2 separate regions of the Triticum aestivum genome follow, and region 2 is linked to region 1. Evidence: chromatin contacts called from public Hi-C data. All regions are on one chromosome and are shown on one strand. The core of a region is the stretch at or near the end of the contact, and the rest is flanking DNA. Distances in the headings are between cores, read along the strand shown.

What was found. Hi-C and Micro-C count contacts between places; a contact is called where the count stands out from the background.
Region 2: a contact with region 1 is called in a Hi-C map of leaf, with 2.7 times the contacts expected there. The contact joins the promoter of LOC123077989 here to the promoter of LOC123077986 in region 1. A contact is called at or near these places in 3 of 5 Hi-C or Micro-C datasets (leaf and root).

Annotation. Positions count from the first base shown.
Region 1 is chr3D:153,169,468-153,172,847 of IWGSC CS RefSeq v2.1, reverse strand. It overlaps LOC123077986 (GDSL esterase/lipase At4g10955), which reads left to right and starts at 2,062. Exons shown (of 2, transcript XM_044500370.1): 1 at 2,062-2,329. The coding sequence starts at 2,202.
Region 2 is chr3D:153,298,091-153,301,510 of IWGSC CS RefSeq v2.1, reverse strand. It overlaps LOC123077989 (kinesin-like protein KIN-14A), which reads right to left and starts at 1,915. Exons shown (of 19, transcript XM_044500375.1): 1 at 1,704-1,915; 2 at 637-923; 3 at 298-553. The coding sequence starts at 1,770.

The DNA.
Region 1 (3,380 bases), core at 813-3,312:
CTCGCTTGCAACTCCCACCCCCCATCCCCCATCCAGTCGCGCCGCCGCCGCTGACCGCGCCACCCGGCGACCGTTCCAGCGCTTCCCCGGCCTATCCCCGCCCCGCGGCGGCTTCTCCGCCCCCCTCTAGTCCCGCCGCCCCTCGCGCGCGTCCGTCCTCCGACGAACAGCGCCCGCGCGCTCGGCGCCCGCAAGGTGTTCGACAAAACGCCTAGAAGGTATGTATTGCTCAAAAGCCATGAATTTCGTGCATGTTGATTGCAGTTTTTATAGCATAGTATTGAACATTGTAGATGAGTTCGTCGTATGATTCTTCCGAAGAAGAATTTAATATGGAAGAGGAGGAGGATCTTGCAATGATCCTAGCTATGCATATCAATAAAAAACCGAAGCACGGTGGTTGGGTTATGGGTCGGCAGAAAATTTGGAGGATAGGATCGATGCCCACAACAGATTGATCAGGCATTATTTTGCGGAGAATCCCACATACCCCGAGTCGTATTTTCGTCGCCGGTTTAGGATGAGCACCGAGTTGTTCAGGCGCATTGCAGAGAAACTAGCGAGCCATGACCGCTTTTTTCAGCAAAGGAGGAATGCCGCCGGAGAGCTCGGGCATAGCACCTTTCAGAAGGTGACAGCCGCTTTGCGTATGTTGGCATACGGTATACCGGCTGATCTAGTTGATGATCACTTGGCTATGGGTGAGAGCCAAGCCATCATGTGTGTCAAGCGTTTCGCAGTCGGAATTGTGCAAGTGTTTGGCGAGGAGTATTTGAGATATCCCAATGCTGAAGACGCCGCAAGGCTATTGGCAATGAACAAAGCTCGCGGCTTTCCTGGCATGCTTGGCTCAATAGATTGCATGCATTGGAGTTGGAAGAATTGTCCAAAGGCATGGCATGAGCAATTCCACGGCCAAAAAAAGGGTTCCACTATAATCCTTGAAGCGGTGGCCGATCAAGAGACTTGGATTTGGCATGCATTCTTTGAAATGCCTGGATCTTTGAATGACATCAATGTTGTCAACCGGTCACCACTGATGAATAAGATTGCAAATGGTGAGTTGCCACCGGTGCAGTTTGTAGCAAATGACCGTACATACAACTATGGCTATTATCTAGCGGATGGCATCTATCCAAAGTGGCAAACCTTTGTCAAGCTGTTGAAAAAGCCAGAAGGTAAGAAAAATCTTGATTTTCACAATGCTCAGGCGGCGGCTAGAAAAGATGTGGAGAGAGCTTTTGAGATTTTGCAAGCCCAATTTGCTATTGTGACAGGACCGGCTAGATTTTGGGATCAGAAAATGCTTTGGTACATCATGCACGCTTGTGTGATCATGCATAACATGATCATCGAGAATGAGCGTGGGCAAGATGTAGACTACTCTCAGTATGAGCTCTTGGGACATCCCGTGCGAGTGCGACGGAAGGCTGAAAGGGTGGCCCGTTTTGTTGCCTCCTATCATGCCATTCGACGTCCCGCAGCGCATAATGATCTTCAGAAGGATCTCATTGAGGAGTGGTGGGCATGGAATGGACGACAAAGAGCATCATGATTTGTGCGTTCGATATTGTATTGTTGAACTATTTGTTGTGTTTACTATTTGTTATATTGAACGATAAACTGTTTGTTTGAGTTATAATAACGAAATTGAACTATTTATTTTGATTTGTTTTTGTTTTTGTTTGATCTTTTTGCTTCTGTTTTGGAATGCATATGTTGTTTGTGCCAGAGTCGCGCGCGCTGCATTTTTGCGCACTGCTGAAGCTGCGCGCGCTACTTTTAGCGCGGCTGCTGGAGCCAGCGCTGCGCGCCGCGCTAAACCAGACGATGGACGCGCGACAAAGCAGTTTTTAGCGCGCGGTGCGTTCGGCGCCTGTTGGAGATGCTCTAACCGTACGACGGTAGGAGACCGTTTGGCCCTCACTCTTTTTCGAGGATGCCACGCTACCACTTCTGTATGCCAATAAATAAATAAATTGCCGTCACTTTCTTTCTTTTCCTAAAATAATACAAGGAGATCCCCTACGACACGCTTCGGCTCGTAATAAGCAGACAAAAGAGGTTCGCAGTAAGAAATGACCAGTGGCTGGCGCGTCGCGCGTGAGCAGTAGCAAAGAAAAGCGCCGTGCGGAACCCAGCCGTTGACGAAACCGAGTACCCTACGCCTTCCTTCCTCGGCGCCCTTTCCTTCACCGCTAATGCACCGCCACTCCTCCGCCCAAGAGGCGCAGGCGATGGGCAGCAACGGAGGCGGCGCCAAGCCGCCGGCGTGGGAGTTCCACACCACGGGGCCTCGCAACCTCTCCAGCCCCGGCCGCTCTGCCTGGTTCGCTCCCACTCCCACTCCCTCCTCCCTTCCCCTCCCCCCTAGAACGCATGGCACGATAGCGCGTACTGTCCGCCGCCGCCGCCGCGTACTGTTGGTAACAATCTGCGTGCGGGTTATTCCAAATCTGAACTATGTCGTCTTGATTTGCAAGTCTAGGTTTGGGGATTCTTAGCGTAGTCTGTCTGAGCACGCCGTCAAAGCCACCCTCGCTGTCTGCCGTCCGCTGAAATGCCCACTCATGTTATCCCTATTTCTCGCCTCGCCCTCTGTCGAAGCTGAAATACTGTCTTGGCCGTGGCTGTCTATCTTGCCTGTTGTTTTGTTTGAGTCAGCTGGGATGCAAAAGGCGTTGTTTCATATGACACTGGTTGGCATCGATATGGGGAATGGGGCGTAAAGAGTTTTCACAACAAACTAGCAGGGCCGATGGCCAATGGGCAGGTAATCCTGTAGAATTCAGGCCCTATGAGTGTGATATCGGATCCTGTTCAAAGGATTACAAGTGGAAGCAGTACCTATTGTTGGTGATAAGGGACAGTGTACTTGATCAAAATAGATGCGACATGTTATACTACTCAGAATAGGGCCCAACCACACATTTTCATAGGACCCAAGCCCTATAGGATTTCTTTTGTGCCCAGTGTATGTTGTCAGTGTCGATGTTTTACTCTAAATTTCCATCATCTAAGTGTCATGAGTGTAGAAAGCATGTTTTTCTCACTGGTCAAGGCTGCCAACACGTTGACTGAAGGAGAATCAGTATTAATGCATTATATAAGTTTTAACTTTTTGCCACGTTAGACTTTATTAGTTGTGTGACAGGGAATTGTGTCATGAGCGTGTCATGAGCTTTTAAGGCCTTAGTATCACTTGTTAAGAAAAAATAAGATTAGTAAATAAAAGGATGGCATGGTTCTTGCTCTCCATATAATTTGTTGTAGATGTTATGTAAATAAATGCTGTTGAAATATACCTAAACTTAGTGTTTAATCTAAGGAGTGTTATTCTTCCGATATCTTACTCTGCTTGTATTTTTGGTCACTTCAGC
Region 2 (3,420 bases), core at 666-3,165, 130 kb before region 1:
TTTAAGGCGTCCTGCCTTGGACGCTTAGGCGACGCTTAGGCGATAAGGCGCCCAGGCAGCGCCTTACAAATATGCCCGCCTTAGGCGCTTAGGCGTCGCCTAGGCGCTAGAGCGGGTGGTGCTCTCCTTAGGTCGCCTTACCGCCTTAAAAACAATGGAGCAAAACATAAATAGCACAATTAATTGAGAAATCAACTAAAGCAGCAGCATCCATATGGCGACAGAGGTTACTTATTAGCTAGAAACATTTAAGCACTATAAGTGTACAAAACTTGCAAAGTAAAGTGCATCACAAACCTTCCATGTTAGGACCCACGTTTTGAGAAGATTGTCCCTCGGCATCAATCTCTGTCAAGTCTAGACACTTTTGAGGGGTAGAAGATCCTAAAGTGACATTTTCAGACTGAACATGAATTGCAGAGCGTGGTGCAAGAGGTGATTTCATATACTTGACTGGCCCATAGGTTCCGCTGCATTTCTTTCGCTCCTGATAGGACTTCAGAGAATTGACGCAATCAACTATCTTGCCCACTGACCCAGCATCAAGATTATCCTGCACAAACAACCAAATTAGCGTCGTGGCTAATGGGCATCGATCCATCATCAAGATTAACACGGTAAGGATAGCTAGCAAACCTTCTCCAAATCAGAGGCCTCAAAGCTCGGCAACTTTAGCGCCTGAACAGCAACCAAGAAATTGCGGATGTTCTCGAAATACTGAAAAGCCGTCGATGGCTGGCTATCGCAGGGGGCGTTTGCAACAACCTTTGGCACAACACCTGGCTGTATTTTGTTGATGGCCTTGCATAGGACAATGCCGTTTCTTAGAGCAGCGACAAATTCTTGTTCCGATGGGCAATGGGTAAGGCCGAAGGGCCCAACCATGCTCTCTAGCCAGGCTGCAGCCTGGTGCCGTCTCCATGCTTGCACAAACCAAAGCAAGAAGTACAGTGAGCCAATGAGATTTACACAAGCACAACTCCATGTGTTGGAAATTGTGGCATGTTAAACTAAACATGGTAGTATTGGCTACATATGCAAGGAAATGCAGTAATGCGGCGTTCTAGCTGCAAGAATGGCACTCTTGCATTAAAAGTGTAATTAGAACTGGCCAACTGCACAATCTGATTTAGGATTTTTCTCCGCAACTACCATTGTTTTTCTTACAGAAATGAAAGCATGCATAATAATAATAATCGGAATAAAAGCTGCACTTTCACTGCTTTGCACGGGTTCTTGGAGCAAAGATAGCAGCGACAGATTCAGGAATCACCGAAACGTACTGCGGAACTAGGGTTGAAGGCACAGCAGCACGTCTGAGTCTGACGAACCCCGATTTGTACAACGAACTTCCGCCAACAAGTGCATCGATTTGACCCATAAGAAGCAGGGGGGGAAATTAATCGCTGCGCCTCAGATGGCACAATATCCAGAGGATCCCGTGATTCAATATGGTATCCAGAAATGGAACCGCGCGATTCCCGCGAGCCCTCCGCCAAAGTTACTAAAACAAACGCGCCCCAAAATGGCCACGCGCTCGCTTCAGCGCAAACCCGCCCAGAACCGAACCAAAACGAGGCGCAGCAAGAAAGAAGAAGAAGATGCGCCGCAGGAATCTCAAAGGAAGCACCGCGCTACAGCCTACAGGGATGAACCGATCAAGCAAGAAGCCATGGATGGGGGGCGACGAGAGATCTGCGTACCAGCCTCCTCCGTCTTCCGCGACGCGAAGCGGCCGTCGCGGAACGACACCCTCCGCGCCTCCGCCATGCGCCTCCGGCCCTCCGCCCTCCGCTCGGGTCCCGGCGCGCCTCCGCGTAGGCTTCTGGAAGCTTCGATTCGGGAGCAGCGCGCCGCGTGGGGAGGGAGGGGAGAGAGAGGGGGGAGGGGTTTGAATTCGAAACTGTGGGGTGCGTCGGTGGGGCCTGCCCGAGGCGGTTAAAGGTGTCCGGGATCTCGACACCGCCCCCCGAAGATCGGACGGACAGGGAGGGCTCTGCTGGCTCGGGGTCTGTGCGTGTGCGGCGCCGGCCAGTCAACGGCTGTGGCCAGACAGTCGGACGCAAGTTCAGTTCAGGTGGTGCTCCTCCGTGACGGGTGCACCGACCATGCCGACGTTCCTGGTACCCTACTATCGGCGGTATCGTCTGAATGTAAACAAGATACACCATATTTACTTCTGCAATCTGAGCTATCATTTCGCTCGATTCCAATCTGAGCATATCCCGATCATTATACTAGTTCAAGTAGCAAAGGTGTTTTATGTTCCAATCTGACCATATCGAGATCATAATTACAGTATTGCTTGTTTGTTTTCTCTCTTTCTATTGCACAAGGTCCCCTTGCATCGAATCTGATTTAACTTATTCTTTTGCTCTTTTATTGTGAGATCTCATTGTTGCGACTATTTTGCTAATGACGCCTCCCTGACGCCTCCCTAATCTCATGTTATATGCACGACAACAATAGTGGCACCATTCTGTGGACGAGACTTTTTTTTTTTTAAAACGAAGACGCTAGGAGCGTCCGGCTTTAAATTAATAAAGCCCACAACGGAACAGGCAGAGTGCCAGTCACACGGTCATAACACTGCGGAGACAAAAGCCAGGGCTATGCGTAGCAACATAAGACTAAGGCCCTGTTTGGTTCAGCTTTTATCGACGGATTCCACTGCAGCGCAGCAGAATCTGAACCAATGGGCGAACCCAGCAGAATCCGATTCCAGAAATCTGCTGCCAAAATTTGAACCAAAAGCGGAAGCAGCCCAGGACGTGCTTTCCAAAATATGATTCCGATGCGGGCCAAAATCTGAAACAGCTGTATCAGCTGGTTTGTCAAATGACCTACATCTTTTTCACATCAGATTTTCCACATCTGTTTTTCCACAGCAGATTTTTCACAACTGCTTTTAGAAATCCACAGCCGAACCAAACAGGGCCTAAAGGTTCTAAGCCTGGCAGCGATCGCGTTACAAGGCCGAAGCCCATGGCCTGGAGTGCGCAGACTCGCCAACAAAATACGTTCCCCATCCTTAGGTTGGCAACACCGGCTCCCTAGCCGCAACATAGACTTGGTGAACACGAACTTGGGCAAGCTTCATGAGACCAGCGTCCTTCTGCTTCACCAACGGACTCCATTGCTGCAAGAGGATATAGCATTTGTATATGATGTTAGCTGGGTGCGACGGGTACTGTCCTTCGATGGTAAATTTGTTACGGGTCAGCCACAAGGACCAAAGCATCGCTCCTATACTAGTCCAAAGCACCCTCTTGCCCTGACCCTGAACCGAGTCCAGGAGATCCACAAGCTCGGACGAGGAGCGCGGGTCCAAGAGACCCCAGCCGCCTCGCGCATTGCACTCCAAGCGAAACGCGCCAGAGTACATTGGAAGAAAACGTGATTCGCATCCTCAGGGTTCCC